Linked DNA regions of Canis lupus: region 1 is linked to region 2. A link is a contact called in public Hi-C data. All regions are on one chromosome and are shown on one strand. The core of a region is the stretch at or near the end of the contact, and the rest is flanking DNA. Distances in the headings are between cores, read along the strand shown.

Region 1 (4,587 bases), core at 1,124-3,623, 170 kb before region 2:
GCTGAAAGCTTGTCCTGTCCCCGCACTGGCCACTGGGTTGTGTGGCTGGCTCTTGACTTTCAAGGCCACTGCAGACCTGGGGAGGGGACCGTGGGAATGCCACAGAGCTGGCCGTTCATGCTGCCTTTCAGCTAACTTTCTCCAGTAAATGACCCCTGGATTGTTGCAAGCGTTTGGTTAACTTTCAGAGCTCTGATAAGGTTGATTTTGACAGTTTCCATTAGAGGGGTTTTTTTTTGTTTGTTTAAGATTTTATTTATTTATTCATGACAGAGAGAGAGAGAGGCAGAGACACAGGCAGAGGGAGGGGGAGAAGCAGGCTCCACGCAGGGAGCCCGACACGGGACCCGATCCCAGGTCTCCAGGACCACACCCTGGGCCAAACCGCTGGGCCACCGGCGCTGCCCTCCGCTAGAGTTTTGTTGTCATGCCGTCAAGACAGCTGTTCTGTTTGTAGCATCATGCTTGCAGCTTTTCTTTCCAGCTGCCAGCAGGATTAATGTGTCCAGGAAACCAGTTCCTGGTAAACATTTCCAGAAGAAGGATCCAAAGACCTAGACTGTGGTTCTTTCCCCAGGTGGGCACCCTGTGTTCCTCCTGGAAGTGGGCAGTCTGTGCCCATCTCCAGGGTGTCCTCCTGCGGACCCATGCACTGCTGTCCATACCAAAACTCCTTTCAGAAAAATGTTTTCTTTTGTCTTATATCACAAAGAGCAAATTGTTCAGGCTAATCACATCCCATTTGATTGAGGACAGATAGAAAGTTATTATCTTTGTCTTTTTTTTTTTTTAACCTCAGAGAGAAAATTCAAGGAGCCATTTGAGCTTTGTGAATTTCATTAACTTTTTAATCAAAATTTTTTTTTCTGCTATAATACCTCTTGATTTAATGTGGGCTGTAAGTCATAGAAAGTAAACAGATTTGAGAGTTTACTATGATGACAGCATTGGGAGAAAGGACGTTTAAAAATAGAAAATAATGGTCCCGTCCTTAGGGAGCATCTAATCTAATTGGCAGAATAAAACTAGAATTCATAACTCTTATACATCTTGTATCAAATGTGTTTGGGGAAAGAATAAAGGAGAGGTTAGAGTAAGGTGAGAACTTTTGTGTTTCCTCTATTGGATATGACAGGTCATTCATTTAGTGAGTAAATTCTTAGAGCAGCAGCAGTGCCCCGGGCATGGCACTAGGCTCTAGCGATACAGCCGTGACTCAGAAGATGAAGGCTCAGCTTCCTTTGGGCTAATTACAGCCTCGGGAAGGAGGCAGCCTGTAAGGTCCCAAGCAGGCGAGTATAATGATTGGCACCAGTGGGAATTGCTAAAAAGAATACAGAAGGATGGTGCTACTCTTTAGGTGAAGTGGCCTGGGAAGTTCCTCCCGAAGAAGTGAGAGCTGAGCTTGAAGGAAGAGAATGAGTGCAGAAGGATGTTAGGGTCAGAAGCTTTCCCTCAGAATTCAGACTCTGAGAGGAGAGTTGCCCCCCTTTTGGGGAATAGCCAGCAGGCTCATGTGTGGGGGTTGTAGTGGACCTGGAGGGGAGTGCTGTGTGCTAAAGACGGGGAAGTAGGCACTGTGTGTCATGGCAGGCTGTGGAGGCGTGGCGAGAAGTTTGGTTTCATCCCAAGAGGAAAGGAAGCCACTGACAGACAGATGTAAAGGGAGGAGGGACATGACTTGATTTGTATTTTTGAAAGATCACTTTGCTGCTGTGCAGGGAGTACACGATCAGGGCAAGGATGGAAGTAGGAAAATGTGTTCACGGTCCCTCACCCTTATCTCAGCAGCTTGAGAGCCAGCCGGCTCTACAGGTGGCTGCGTGGCAGGCCGTGTGGCATAATGGGAGGGTCACAGTATTTGGGGCCAGAAACACCTCCATTTGAGTCCCAACTCTTCCGTTTCACTTAGCCGTGTGAATGTGGGCAAGTGATCTGAGTTCCCTAAGCTTCTGTTTACTCGTTTGTAAAATGGGGAGGAATAATCTTAGCCTTTAGGGTTGTAGTAAGGGATGTGCTAAGTAATGTGTGGGAAGTACACACAGAGGTTCCCAACGGATGTTCTCTTCCCTCATCCTGATTCGGAGCTTTGACACAAGCAAGTGGGGGTGGGTGCTCCCCGCATGAGCCTTTTGCCGTCCACAACCATAGCGCGGTGCAGAGTGCACACTCAGCTATGGTGCTGACGGCTGTGGGCGAATAGAGCAGTGCCTGATGCCGCTTCATCATTTCATTCCCAACAGGGACTCGACTTTGGGAAAGGCCGCTATTTGCATTTGGTGGCCAGGCAAGCACTGATTCCCTAGTTTTCCCGGTCTGGTGTCGCTTCACTTCATTCATCTGTATCCTAGTGGTCAGGAGCACTGGGCTTGGGGTCAAGGGGCTCTCTCCTCAGCTCCTTCATCTGTGCCATAAGGAGGCGGTGGTTAGGGCTGCAGTGGGACCCTGACTGCAGTAACTCTTGACAGGTGTCCTGTGACTCAGCTCCTGCATCAGGCTAGCTTGGTGCTTGGCACATAGTACTCACCTCATAAAGGAGAGCTTCTGTTGCCATCCCTACTGCAATTAGTGCTGCTCTGCAGCGAGAATGAATTTTTTTTTTCTTTTAAAGGTTTTATTTATTTATTCATGAGAGACAGACAGAGAGAGAGAGAGAGAGAGAGAGGCAGAGACACAGGCAGAGGGAGAAGCAGGATCCATGAAGGGAGCCTGACATGGGACTCAATCCCGGGTCTCCAGGATCACGCCCTGGGCCGAAGGCAGGCGCTCAACTGCTGAGCCACCCAGGGATCCCAGAATGAATTTTTCTAGAGCAAAATGGCAGCAGTACTTTCTCTGAGTGTCCTGCATAGGATGAGACCCCACTCAATGGTAGCTGAGAACTGAGCAGTTGTCTGTTCTTGTTTTGTTTTGCTGCTTTTTCATGTGCCAGGTGGACAATCAGCTCATTGGAACTACTCAGCCCTTCATGCTCTACGTGACTCCCCTGAGCAACGAGAATGAGGTCATCGAGACCGGCCCTGCCGTGCAAGTGAATGCAGTAAAGTTCCCCAGTAAGAGCGCACTGACCAACATCTACAAGGTAGGCTGAGGGGAGAGCCTGGTGGGCTTGGCATGATGGCAGGAGGCTGATGGGTTCCCTCACAGCTGAGTCCCTGAACAGCAGTGCGGGGTGTGGCTGGAAGTTGTCCTGTGGACTTAACTCCGTGGTGTAGAGGGATTTACAATAACTGCTCTTAGCACCTTGTATTCTCAACTGTGGCTTCGACTGCATGTGAGAGTGCCCAGTTTGTAGGGGCGGAGCCTGTATTTGTCAGAGTAAAAAGTCTCTGTGGGAAAGCATAACATCTTCCAGATTGGTCAGGACCAGGCATGATCCAGATGTGTTATTAAAATAGAATAATTAGAAAGGGAGTGGTAGGAGGGGTCTGACCTCGGGACAGATGTCCTCCCACATAAGCTAACACGCTGTTTAATAAAAGCATGTTGTTCAAAAGAGATAAACTTTCTTTCCTGGAGAATTTTTCACATATGAGTGAGCTGATAACGGCAGCAAATTCTGGAAAAGTGGGAGCTAAGAGGTTGCTTCCATATTTCGGGCCTCTGTCACCATTACCAGTGGGGGCCCTCCAATCCTACTGCTCCTTAAACTAGCTGCTGTCCATGTGAGCTCAGCACCATAACCCTGTCCACCGCAGCCCATCTGCAAGCGCGATCCTGACTAAGGAGATACAGATGCCCTGGAAACCAAACAGTAGGGTGGCAAACTGTATTAAACCTCTCCTGGAATTTTTGGCTAATGATGACAATGTAGAGAGAGATGAGCCAGAAATCATTTGGCGATGTGTCCTTCTTAATGGCACAGATGAAAATTCCTTCTGGTGTTTACACTATTAATCAGAATTTCTTTCTCTCTAGCATCTGATGATCACAGCTCAGAGATTCACGGTGCAAATTGAGGAGAAACTGCTCCTCAAGCTGCTGAGTTTTTTTGGCTATGATCAAGCAGAATCAGGTACGTCAAATGTTCTAAGTTTGTGTCTGGGAACTGACCCAAGAATGGCATTTTTTAGTTTGGTTGTGAAGATGGGTAGCCTCTGAGTGCCCGACAAGCTCCCTTTCCACCTCAGAGCTCGAGCTCAGAAGCTGAGGCCTGTGTCTCAGCGGCTTTTTCCAAGTTCGGTCTATTGATGGGGGAGGAGGGCTGATGGCTGATGTGGACACGGAGGAAGCTTTTTGGAGTTGTCCTGGGGTACCCAGGGTTAAGCCTTTGGGAAGCAGCATACTTTTCCTCTTCGCTGTGGATTTTTTTTGACTCATCTGTTTGAAGATAATAGAAATGATGTTTGTCATTTAGCAAAGCACTTTGCTTCTTAACCTTTGTTTAGTAAACAGACTCTGGGCAAGAATCAAATCCCTTCGGCCGTTCCTTTGGTTTATGCGAGGACAAAAAATTGGCTAGCCTTAACTTCTTAACTTTTTACATCCATGCCTGTATGCCTCAGTGTCATTACCAAGCTTCCTAGCTACTTGACTCTTTGGAGAGGGGAGTGAGAGAAGCTCTTGGAAACCCTCCATGTTCCAACA
Region 2 (4,047 bases), core at 1,415-3,914:
AGGGTCGGAGAGGCGTCCCACCTTGGTCACTCTTGGAAACCACCTCTTCCTCCCCTCCCCAAATGCAAAACACAGGGGGTGAGGGTTAAAAAAAAAAAAAGAAAAAAAAAAAGAAGAAAAACAAAACAAAACAAAACAAGGATAAATTCTGCTCGGGAGGAGCAAAAGCGTCTGCGGAGGTCGGGACAGCCAGAGAGGGCTGGAGGGGAAGCCGGAGGTGGAAAGTTCTAACAAGAAGCCTCTTGCCCCAGCAGCCGCCGGGGCTGGGGAATTCGCAGGTAAATGTTTACAGGCTCGCAGAGGAGTTTAGGCAGCGGCGGGGGTGGGGGTGGGGGTGGGGGGGTGGGGGGGGCGGGGGGGGGAGGCACCAACCGCACGCGCGCACCCTGCTACAGTCCCGAGGTTTCAAAGTGCAAGATTGGAAAAAAAAAAAAAAAAAGAAAGAAAGAAAAAAAGAAAAAAAAAAAAAAGGTTCCAAATTGTAGCGCGCCCCCCCCCCTTCTCCAGGAAAAAAAATAGAGAAAAAGTGGTGCTGGTGCTGGTGGTGCTGGTGGTGCTGGTGCTGGTGGGCGGGGGGCGTGCGCGGAGCTCCCAGTTTCAGCCCGCGGAGGTCTCCCGACCCATTGCTATTCTGCAAATTGCCCGACCGCGACCCGGGGCCGGCAGCGCGCGCGAGGAGCGGGGGGTCCGGGTGTCAGTTTCCCTCCGCGCGCGCCTCGCCCCCGCGCGCGCTCGCGGTGCCTCCGGCTCTCGGCCTCCCGCTGCCGGCGGAGCCCCGGGGCTGGCCGCTCGATCCGGCGCCCTTTCCCGGCCTCGTTAGCATTTATTGCCTTCTTTTTGTCCTTTCCAACTTGGAGAGGGCCCGGGTGCGCCGCGCGTGTGGCTCGGGCGCCCTCGGCAGCGCCGCCTTATTCATTCGCGCCCCGGGCCGCAGCGGCGCGGAGCGGGAGGGCTGCCCTTTCCACCCCCCCGCCCGCCCCCCCATTTTTTAATACCCCATTAAGTCTGATTGACAGTTAAAGTTGTTGGGAGGCTTCACTACCGCGCCCGCGAGCGGCGGCCGCGGCCTCCCCTCCCCCTGCGCAGTGCGCGACGCGCGCTCCCGGGCGCGCACACGGGGCGCCGCGGCTGGCGCTCGGCCGGGCCGCTGCCCTGTCTCCGCGCGCCGGGACTTGCCGGCCGGGCCCCTGGAGCACGCTGGGACCGACTCCTGCAGACCGGCTCCCTCCCGGAGCCATTCCTCGGGGGCCGGGGGCCCGGGGGGCCGGGGGGCCGGGGGCAGGCCCGCCTTGATCCCGCCAGGTCGACCCGGGGTTATGTCAGGCTCTCTGGCCACCCCCTGCCTCCAGGTAGCCCCGGGAAGCCGCCCTCGCCCGGTGCCCGGACGCCTTCTGTCTTCACTTCTTAGTCTCGTGGCTGGGGAGGGTCGGAGAGGGAGGTGGGGGCATCAGCTGGGGAGCAGGGTTTTGCATTGAGAGGCGGGGGTGAGCAGGGTAAAGGAACCTCTGCCCCCAAGGTGCCAATAAAATCCCCATAAGATTAGCTGGGAGCATATTTATTGCTCATCTAGGGTTAGAATTACCTTGATTGACAGCAATTCCTTTAATAACAAAAGCCTGTAAACAGGATGTCCTACCAGGGCGCCCCCTGAGCTGCGCAGGCCGCGCGTCTTCTGTCCTTGGGTCCCCCTTGGGCTGCCCTAGCCTGGCACCCACCTTGCCACCTCCCGCCCTCCCCGCCCCCCCCCCCCCCCCCCCCCCCCGGGGAGAACGTCTGCTGTGCCAGAGGGTGGGACCCTGCTATTTAGAGATGCCTGTTGCAGGAAGTCTGGGAGGTGAGTCACAAAAAAGCAGCCTCGGTTTAAAGTGCTGATGGGACTTGCCTCCCACTGCCCCCGACCATCCGGGCCAGGAGGAGGAGGGAGGAGGAGGGTGGGCAGGGAACTCCTCTGTGATCTGGGGCAGCAGTTACCCCCCCCCCCCCCGCCCCCCGCCCCCCGCGCCAGGCTTGCTCGGGCCTCACCCCCAGGCGGTCTGATTCAGCGGGGCTGGGTGGGCCCGGAGACCGGGGCGCAGGGCGCGGGGACCAGGCGCTTCGGGGCCCCACCTGGTAGTTCTGCTGAGGATCAGGGGGAGAGCGTGGCTTTCAGAGAAGCTGACTTGGGGCTGAGGGGGGGCTGGGGATTACCCGGGCCACAAAGCCTCTAGCTCTGGGGAGGAGCTCTGCAGGTGAGGCTCCCTTCCGGGTGAGTTGGGAGACGCAGCATCTGGAGAGCCACCGGCAGGGCGGGGTTGGAGGACGGTCCTCCTTCGTGGACGGCTTAGGTTCTGACATCCAAAGCCTCCCACTGACCTTGCAGTGGGGACATTCCTATCTCCATTTCCCTGGTGCCGCAGCCAGAAGCGACAGGAAGGAGGGATTCAAAGACGGACCCGATTTCCCCTCCCACCGCACCCCGCTTGCTCGCAGGAGAGAGGTCGGACGGGGGCTCCCTCCTGTCTCCATTCAGCCCCCCAGACGCGGACCAGAGGGCAGGCCGATGCCATCCTCACCCCCAGGCCCTGGCTAAAGGCAGGACTCTGTCAAAGTGCCTGTCCCCTCCCACCTTGGAGTCCTCTAAAAATGGAGAAGAACCCCAACCTGAGAGAGCCCGGCCCCTTGGTCCCAGCCGCGCCTGGTGTCCGCGGGCCTGCTCCGGAGCCGGGGAGCCTGGAGCGGGAACGCCCGCAGCCTGTTGTCATCTGTCATCTGTTATCCTCGGAGCCGCCTAGTGGCCTGCCCGGGACACTGCGCCTCCAGGCCGCCCCCGCCGCTGCCTCGTCGGTCCCTGCTCGCTCACCAGCTCTCCTTTCCCTTCCAGACCTTTCTCCCGCGTGGGGGCAACACCCCAAGCCTCCCGGGCCGAGAAGGTCATCTAGCCCCACCTCGGCACATGCATTAAGCCCCTCGTAAGCACAGTGGCACGTTTGCCTGTGTCCCCTGGTGCCCAACCTGCTACCCGCCCCGTGCTGACGCCAGAGCCGCTGGGGGACCCGTGGGTCCTGCTTACGTGTCCCCTGCGTGTGTCTTTGGGTTGCAGAGCAGGCAGCGGGCCTTCAGGGTAGTGTTACACATTATTCTGATTTAAGAAATGAGACGGCTAGGGGCGCCTGGGGGGCGCCTGGGGGGCTCAGTCGGGTAAGTGTCTGCCTTTGGCTCAGGTTATGATCTCGGGGTTCGGGGATCGAGTCCCCAGTCGGGCTCCCTGCTCAGGGAGGGAGCCTGCCTCTCCCTCTGCCTCTATCCCTCCCCTCGTGCTTGTGTTCTCTTTCTCTCTCTCTCTCTCTCAAATAAATAAATAAAATCTTAAAAAAATAAAAATAAAAGAGGGGCACCTGGCAGGCTGGGTGGGTGGTTGCACGTCTGCCTTCAGCTCAGGTCCTGAGCCGGGTTCTGGGGTTTTGCCCCACGTCGGACTCCCCGCTCCAAGGGGAGACTGCCTCTCCCTCTCCCTCCCCCTGTCACTCATCCTGCTTGTGCGCTCTCTGTTTCTCCTTTTCTCTGTCTAATGAATAAATTAAAATCTTTAAAGAATAAATAAAGGAAATGACACTGCCTGCAGAGGTGGGACCATCACACCCATTTAACGCAGAAGGAAACAGAGGCACAGCATATCCAGGTGACTCACGGGAGGCCACAAGGGGGGGCCCCTCCCTCTCCCAGCCAGCAGCTTTGGGGGGGAAGCAGAATAAAAAGGAATAAGTCAGGCAGCCCTGAAAGGGGTGGGGATGGCTTCTGGCTGGGAAGCAGACACCTTTTTCCTACTCGGTTTACCTTCAGGATGTGGGTTTTGTGGGCCTGCCATCCCTGTGGGCTTCAGACTGCTTCATCAGCTGCCCAGAGGGGTGCTGTTTGCCGCCTCCTGGGTGGACCCCCCACAGACAGGTCCCAAAAAGACGAGGTTGAGGGGGCTCTGCGCTGCAGGGTGTCCAGAGGGTCCCAGTGGCTTGGCTTTAGTGGGAACCGCATGGGACAGGATGCCCCTCCTGCCTCCCATCGTCCTGTCTT

The links. A called contact is a pair of places that touch in the nucleus more often than the background predicts.
Region 1: a Hi-C map of skin fibroblasts shows a contact between it and region 2, with 2.0 times the contacts expected there. The contact joins the enhancer-like site here to the promoter of DHRS3 in region 2. A contact is called at or near these places in 2 of 9 Hi-C or Micro-C datasets (amygdala and skin fibroblasts).

Annotation. Positions count from the first base shown.
Region 1 is chr2:83,467,582-83,472,168 of UU_Cfam_GSD_1.0, reverse strand. It overlaps VPS13D (vacuolar protein sorting-associated protein 13D), which reads left to right. Exons shown (of 69, transcript XM_038531970.1): 61 at 2,933-3,082; 62 at 3,919-4,015. LOC119876087 (a long non-coding RNA gene) reads right to left here. Exons shown (of 3, transcript XR_005356183.1): 3 at 281-4,320. Among named protein-coding and RNA genes, the nearest start is that of VPS13D, 140 kb to the left of the region's middle. Within about 2 kb of position 2,373, at least 4 of the 20 cell types and tissues checked have an H3K27ac peak or open chromatin away from gene starts, as enhancers often do.
Region 2 is chr2:83,301,409-83,305,455 of UU_Cfam_GSD_1.0, reverse strand. It overlaps DHRS3 (short-chain dehydrogenase/reductase 3), which reads right to left and starts at 2,664. Exons shown (of 6, transcript XM_038531963.1): 1 at 2,641-2,664. LOC119870499 (a long non-coding RNA gene) reads left to right here. Exons shown (of 2, transcript XR_005356180.1): 1 at 1-278.